Regions from separate parts of the Ovis aries genome. Here region 1 is linked to region 2. Evidence: chromatin contacts called from public Hi-C data. All regions are on one chromosome and are shown on one strand. The core of a region is the stretch at or near the end of the contact, and the rest is flanking DNA. Distances in the headings are between cores, read along the strand shown. Region 1 overlaps LOC105614110 (a long non-coding RNA gene). Region 2 holds the start of EEF1A1 (eukaryotic translation elongation factor 1 alpha 1).

Evidence for each region. A called contact is a pair of places that touch in the nucleus more often than the background predicts.
Region 1: a contact with region 2 is called in a Hi-C map of hypothalamus, with 5 times the contacts expected there. The contact joins the enhancer-like site here to the promoter of EEF1A1 in region 2. A contact is called at or near these places in 11 of 16 Hi-C or Micro-C datasets (blood, hypothalamus, liver and 6 more).

Annotation. Positions count from the first base shown.
Region 1 is chr8:255,336-259,115 of ARS-UI_Ramb_v3.0, reverse strand. All of the region lies in intron 2 of LOC105614110 (a long non-coding RNA gene), which reads right to left. Among named protein-coding and RNA genes, the nearest start is that of EEF1A1, 59 kb to the right of the region's middle. Within about 2 kb of position 1,650, at least 34 of the 54 cell types and tissues checked have an H3K27ac peak or open chromatin away from gene starts, as enhancers often do. A contact at or near this core is called in hypothalamus, liver and tail adipose tissue, where this site is marked.
Region 2 is chr8:197,063-201,211 of ARS-UI_Ramb_v3.0, reverse strand. EEF1A1 (eukaryotic translation elongation factor 1 alpha 1) reads left to right here and starts at 2,867. Exons shown (of 8, transcript XM_027972283.3): 1 at 2,867-2,899; 2 at 3,833-4,010. The coding sequence starts at 3,867.

The DNA.
Region 1 (3,780 bases), core at 401-2,900, 59 kb before region 2:
TTCACTTCACCTGAGAAGTTTAAATCCAGCCTAACTCCCCCATCCCTGTTCCCCCAATAACTAACCATTCCCATCACGATCCTCACTCCTGGTAAGTATTTCATCTCCCTGTCATGAGGCTCGGGCTTGAAGTTATTTGTTATTCTTCCTCCTCCCTCATCTCCCACCTCACCCTCAACCCTGTTTATAATTAACCACCTGTATTTTCCATTCCAGTCTTTTTAAGACTCTGGAATTTTTTTTTTTTAAATCTCTTTGGCCATCTCCCAAATAAGAGCTTTGCAGCTTTTGTTTCCACCTGGAATAGACGAGTAATCTCACTGCCTTTAGTCTGAACCTCTTCTGCCTGACTTCCCACCTGTGCTGGGTTATTAGTCCAAGTACATCCCACCTCCCAAACCAGGATGCTCCCACAGGGTGAAACACTCCCACCCCACTTCCCTCTGCCCACCCAACAATTCCTTTACCCAGTACTGCAGACCACAGGGGTCCTAAAGAGCTGGGGAGACTGAACAGCAACATTTTAGCTGCTTAAGGAATACTTGGTAAATAACCAAGTGAATAACATGTTTGTTACATGTATTGATTTTTTTTAACTCATATATTACTTTTTCAATAGACTGTTTTCTTCTCAAAAAATAAACTGAATAAATATAACACTCAATACAGAAAGGATATGCTAACCTCAAAGTAAGTTGTAAGTGGCAGTCATTGGTGAATGGTTTTGAAAGTATTTGAGAATAGCTCAGCCCAATATAGGCAAAGTAATTCTCCCAGCTATACAGCAAGTATTTTCCACACATTCATCAGGTGCTGGGCTTGTTCTTGTACCTGCAACACAGTGTGACAAAAACAAACCCCTTCTCCCAGGAAGTTCACATCCTGATTTATCAAACCTTTTCCTTCAATGGGGTCCAGCCTTGGAAACCTTCTAGAGAGATTGTCACTATCCACCTAACAATCAAATCCAGGGCAAACAAGCATGCCAGCTGACCTCAGGAAGCCGAGTTACGAAGGAAACAGAGGCAACGCTGGAGTCAGCAGTTTGTGTTAACCACTGTAATGTCCTTCCTGCTTCAGCCTTTGTTTCATTTTCAAAAAATCAGAGATGTTTGAATTTAGATCCTATTGCAAAGTAAATTATTTCTCTGAGGGAAGTTTATCACTGTTAAATAAAATTGCCCCAACAGAAAAACAGTGGTCAAGTATTTAAAGTTAAAGGCAGGAAGAGCCCTATAGGAAACGACCTGGTTCCTCTTCCTCTCAGGAAAAGCATGTTACTGCCTCAGATGACTAGATATGAGGTCAACGTCTAATTTCTGTTTAAAAAATAATCTTTGTCATAGAAATGTAAAGTGGATCACAACACCTTTTCAGATGCCTCTTTTAGAGCAACCATAAGAAAAGCCAGTTATAAAAGTTTGTGCTTTAAGAGGGTGACACAGAAAGTAATTTCTTAGAGCGCTGCTATGGCAAGCTTTGAGTACAGGAAGTACTGAAACCAAACGAAATGTAACCCCTTTCCCTGCCACCCTTTTCCGTGTGCCTTGATGGGGAAGAACACTAGTAGTTTTCCGAGTGCCAGCTTACTTTCACTTTATCTTGACGTAGGGGGAGGAGGAAGCTGACGTCCAGCCCTGCCAGTCCTGTGCTTCTCGGTGAGGAACTAGAAAAGTAGTCAAGTGACCGCTTTCCTCTCACAGTCTCCCCGCTGGGATAGGCTGCGCTTGGGACAGGGAATCCTCCTTCTGTCCTAAATGTTGTGTTAAGTCTCTTCCTGTCACGCTGTCTTCAGCAGAAACCACTGAAATATGCTAGCCCTTCGAGGGTCACTGCCTCTAGGGGATCAAGTGCATACTGGCCTCGTGTTGCATTAGAGCCATTGATAGCCCCTCACTTTGAGTATTTCACAATTTCACCTTCACTCCACAGCCTGAAACTTGAGCTTCCCACAGAAGTTTGGCTGAGATTGAAAGTGATCGAGATAGGATATACAGCCTTTTAATGCTCAAGAACTGTTTGTGAAAAGTATTGGGATGCTGTCAGAGGAAATTCCAATTGGTGTATTGTATAAATTACCCATACAATATGTATGATGTGCGTGCATGCTAAGTCACTTCCATCGTGTCTGACTCTGCGACCCTAAGGACTGTAGCCCGCCAGGCTTCTCTGTCCATGGAGATTCTCCAGACAAGAATACTGGAATGGGTTGCCATACCCACTTCAAGGGGATCTTCCCGACCCTGGGATCAAACTGGTGTCTCTTGTGTCTCCTGCATTGATAGGCAGATTCTTTACCACTAGCACCACCTGTGAAGCCCAATATGTGTGATTATGCACTTTTTTTTCCCCCTGCAACAAAGCTACTTTAGGTGTCGGCTGTGCTTTGAGTTGTTCTGTCATTAGTCGCAGGGCATTCACAGAGGTCTCTTTTTGGTCATCAGCTACATCAGCATACGATAGGTGACAGCATGTGTATTTCACTGTCACATAGATTACCTCACTTAGTAGCCACAGATATACCCCCAAGTATGCAGGCAACAAGACTTAGTTAAAGCTGGGATCCAAGATACATGCTCTGTTAATGGAGAGGTCTTTGCAGCTTACAGGAACCCCACCAGCAATCTTGGCTCCCCGTGCCAACTTCAACCAAATAAGCCCACTGACTCAAACTATTACACCGAGTTGGGAATTCTGTATCACTATCTCAGCTCCATGTGTGATATGAAGGGATGTGTAGCTATAGCTACACATTCTATAGCACTATGAATCTTTTTGATGTTTTCTACAAACCTAAGCATGTTGATATGATTCAGTTGCTTCTATGGAAAAAAATAATAATTCATTATTTCTATTCCTGAAATAGAAAACATTTAAAAAGGGGGAGGAACAGAGGAGCCAAGGACACCGACAGTGACTCTGCAACTACCATTCCTGCTATCAGCAAAGATGGGTGATGGTTAGAGCCCGCCGTCCATGTCTGAGAAGCTCAAAGCACTCCTGAGAAAGAGAAACAGAAACTTGAGAAATCAGGCTCCCTGACTTCAGGCTATGCTATTAAGCTAAAGCAGTATGGTATTGGCATAAACATAGACTTATAGATCAATGGAACAGAATAGGAAGCCCCCAAATAAGCCCATACACATATTCTCAATTAATCTACGACAAAGGAGACAAGAATATTGAAGAATATTGAAGTCTCTTCAATAAGTGGTGCTGGGAAAACTAGACAGTTACCTATAAAGAATGAAATTAGAACATTGTCTAACACCATATACAAAAATAAACTCAAAATGGATTAAAGACCTAAATGTAAGACCAAAGACTATAATACTCTTAGAGGAAAACATAGGCAGAAGAGTCTCTGACATAAATCACATCAATATCTTTCTGAACCCACCACCTTTGTTATTCAGTCACCCAGTAGTGTCCGACTCTTTGCGACCCCGTGGTCTACAGCTCACCAGGCATCCCAGTCCCTCACCATCTCCCAGTTTGCCTAAGTTCACCTCCTAGAATAATGAAAATAAAAACAAAAATAAGCAAATGGGACCTAATTAAACTTACAAGCTTTTGCACAGCAAAGGAAACCATGAACAAAATGAAAACACAGTCCTCAGTATGGGAGAATATATTTGCAAATGAAGAAACCAATAGGGGTTTAATCTCCAAAATGTATATTTTGTATAAACAGTGCATGCAGCTCAATGTCAGAAAACAAACAAGCCAGTCCAAAAATGGGCTGAAGATCTACACAGATATTTCTCCAAAGAGGACACA
Region 2 (4,149 bases), core at 1,618-4,117:
CGCGCTTCCCGCCGCGCTCTGCGTCCACCCGGAGCACGGACGTGGGCTCTACTCCGAGCAGCGGCTTGGGGCCGCCGTCTAACCCTAACTCGCTCTGTGGCTCGAGATCTCTCCTGTTCTCTAAAGTCTCGGCCCTTAGCGCAGCAGGACTAAGAGCACCCGGTCGGTGGTGCTCAGTAGGTCACTTATGTGATCAATCAAGGACTATTGTAGGATTTTGCAGTTCCTTAAGAACTATTTTGAAGGACTTTTCTGGAAGGTATTTATAAAGTGTATATACGGATCCGCAGGCTCAGGCCTTGGGGACAACTTTCAATTAATTGTGCCTATTTTACAGAGGTCATGTGTCTCACTTTTATTTTTTTCTAAACTGAAATTATATTGGATGTTTTCCTCTTACCAATATCTGCTTTCATTTTGACTTTTCTTTCTTAGATTAGATGGATCTGCAATTCTGGATTTCATGTAAAACTTTGAAATACTCAACTTTTGGTGTCTTTAGTCTTTGTTTCCTTCCCTCCTGTCCCTAAATAACCGGTTCTTAAAGTTTCCAAAATGTTGTCAGTCCTGTTAGTATGACCTCCAATAATGTACACACCTAAACCATCTGAGGAGTATGGAAAGAAAGCATGGTAAAGAAGCGTGTAAAATAATAAATCTAATGTGGCAACCTAATCTTAATATGAAATAACACTGTGCTGTTAATATCACTGTTGTACACAAATATGACTGTGGGAATATAGTTCCAAGAGATTAGCCATTAATTAATATTTCCAAGTTAATAAGAGCAGAGGTATTTGCATTGTTCTATTGCTAGTGATTTATTTTCACTTGTACTTCTTACATCTTTCTTATTACAAACATGGACTAGCATATCAAGATGATTTCATTCCACATGTATATGACTGGGTAAGGACACTAGGAAAACGCACTGTGAAAAAAGAGTTTGTGGAAGAAGAAAAGCTAGAAATATAGACATTATAGAAAAGGCTTTTGTTGCTAGAAACAGATGTTACATGTGTTTCTAGAGAAACTTCATATGGCCTACTTTCTTTCATGAAAACTATATCAATGCTAAAACAAGCCTACAGACTCCTAATAAAGAAAGAAAAACTTGATTTTTAGAAATGTGTGGCTGCAAAGAATGTGTACAAAGGCTGTAACAAAAGACTTTCTTTTATAAAGAAAAAAAGGCATTTGGATTCTGAGAAGTGACTGGAAGCTAGGATTGGAAGAACTGTATTATAGAATGAAATTGAAAGTAAACACCATGGAAATTTGCCTATAACTGCTTCCCACTGTTTTATATATGTTTTCCTCTTCTAATTTGATTGTGGGTTCCTCTCCAAAAGGAGGTACTTCTTTTGCACGTGCCACAGTTTCACTTTGCCCTGGACACATAGTAGGTTCTCAAATTGTGTTAACAGATTGGCTGAAAAAGTTGTCCTGATGTGCTATATGTGGAAGAAGAGACAAAATGTGTGTTAGTTACTCTGTCGTGTCCGACTCTTTGCGATCCCATGGACCGCAGCCCACCAGGCTCCTCTGTCCATGAAATTCTCCAGGCAAGAGTACTGGAGTGGGTTGCCATTTTCTTCTCCAAGAAAATGATCTAGTAATTAAGCTCATTAAATATAAAGCTTCTTCTGCAGGAGTGTTTCTGAGAGTCTGCCCTTATTGCTAAACTAAAAAGGTCTCATCCAGTCTCACCTTAGATTTATGCCTAAAATGTAGTTAGAATCAACAGGATGAGGGAAAACAAAGCTATTTACTTAGACGGGATAGGCCATTTTTGGGAAGCAGTGATTTCGCAGCAGTGTCGGAGACTGTAAACTGCGTGGATAAGCTTGCTGATGCTGTAGATCTTAGTCTCTACATGAGATCATGTGGAAAGGCTGAATATGAGAAACTCTTTTTAGGTTTTCCATGCTTGCAATCAATCAAACGACTGTACACTGGAAAATGTACCAGAAGACCAGGCACAGACTCACGATTTCGTTAATGTAATAACACTAGAGTTAGAAGTAAAGCAAACTGCAGGATTTAAGTCTATTCTAAACTGAAAAACTGGACATCTGGAGTACCACATGGCGTGACTGTGTGGTATGAACTTTGAATAAAAGCTATGAATGGCGAAAGCAAAGAGGCCGCCTCTGGAGCATATTCGTCCGGCTGCTCGCCTCCGAACCGAACCAGTCGTGGATTCTCCGGCTCTGTCGGCCTCCGCCCTCGCCCGCCGCCCGGGTCCCCGGGCCTTAGACTTCTCTCCAGTCGGAAGGGGCGCGGAGGGTAGGAGGCGGTGAGACACCAGCCCTGGTACAGCAGGAGGCTCGAGGAGTTGGTCCGGAACCCGCGAAACTGCAAGGCTGGGGACGCGAGATGGACTGCCCTAATATCGGTTAAAGCGCTACCCTAATATCGGTGTCTGCAGTTAAACCGGGAATGGTATAGAGGGAAGCTTCTGGATGTCCCCACCCGGCCGCCTCCTCGCCGCCCCACCCCCCAGCTGTGCAGCGAGTAATTCATACAAAAGGACGACTCGCCTCTGCCCCGGGAAGCCCAGGGACCGTCGATAAACTCCCACTACCCTGGAACCGAGGGAGCGCTCGTCCCCGCCCCCCACCGACCCGCTCTCGTCCTCCTCTGGGTCTAGAGGAGCATGCGCGGGGCGCCCAGCGCTCGTCTGTGGGCTGACCGTACATCGCCTACGGTCCCCGAGACGTTGGGGGAGGGGATGGAGATTGAACTGGTGCCTGGTGGAGGCGGCGCGGGGTAAACTGGGAAAGTGGTGTCGTGTGCTGGCTCCGCCCTTTTCCCCGAGGGTGGGGGAGAACCGTATATAAGTGCCGTAGTCCCCGTGAACGTTCTTTTTCGCAACGGGTTTGCCGCCAGGACACAGGTGAGTGCCGGGTGTGGCTTCTGTGGGCCCGGCCTCCCCCGACGGCCGCGGCCTTCGCGTGCGTGTACTTCCCGCCGCGCCCGTGGGCATCTTCACCATGTTCTTGACCCGAATTTCGGGGTGTGAGCGGGTGGGGGTGGGGTGGGGTGGGGAGAGTTCGAGGCCTTGCGCTTTTCTCGCAGTACCTTCGCCTCGTGTTTGGGTTGAGGCCTGGGCTGTGGCACCGTGGCCGCTGCGTGTGGATCCTGCCGCGCTTTGCCGCCCGGTTCCCCCCACCCCGCCGCCACACACACTATTGAACAACTCCACACAGCCGCGGGTTTTCGGCCGGGGCGGTTCCCCCGAGGCCGGCCGGGGGCTGACAGGATGGGCTTCTCGGCGCTCGTCGGGATCTGGGGTGGGGGGCGGCCGCGAGGCGCGGAGGACTTGGGCCGGCTTCCCCCGCGCACATGCCATCGCGGCCTCGCTGGCCCGAGGCGGGGCGGGAGAGCCGTGGCGGCCGGGCGAGCAGAGCGCCGCCCCACCCGGCACCAGTTGCGTGCGCGGAAAGATGGCCGCTCCCCGGCCCCTCTGCACGGCTTCAAAATGGAGGACGCGGCGGCCCGGGCGGGGAGCGGCCGGTGAGTCACCCGCACAAAGGCCCCGGCCCGGTCCCAGCCTGGCGCCGCTTCTTTGGGACACCCACCCCCGCCCCCCGGGGCCGACCGGGTGCCGTCCTGGCCTCTCGATGCCTCGAGGTTCTAGAGCTACACATGGGGTGGGGGAGGGGAATCTGGACGGTGGAGCTTATGGGTGGAGACTTGAGTTGGGCCAGCTTGGCACTGGTTGTAATGCTCCTTGGAATTTGCCCTTGGAGTTTGGATCGTAGCTTTTTCTTCAGTTTCCAGACAGTGGTTTAAAGTGTTTAACACACCTCCACCCCTTTCCAATTAGGTGTCGTGAAAACCACCGTTAAACCTAAGCCAAAATGGGAAAGGAGAAGACCCACATCAACATCGTTGTCATTGGGCACGTAGATTCAGGGAAGTCTACCACGACTGGCCATCTGATCTACAAATGTGGCGGGATCGACAAGAGAACAATTGAAAAGTTCGAGAAGGAGGCAGCCGAGGTAGGCAAAATTAGAATGAATATTGGCTGAGCAAGTGCATTTGAGTGGCAATTTTCCGAAAACTAGCCACTAGTCTAGACTTACTAGTTAAAAGGTATATTGCAAAGTTTGCTAAGTCAGTTAACTTTTGAAAATAAGG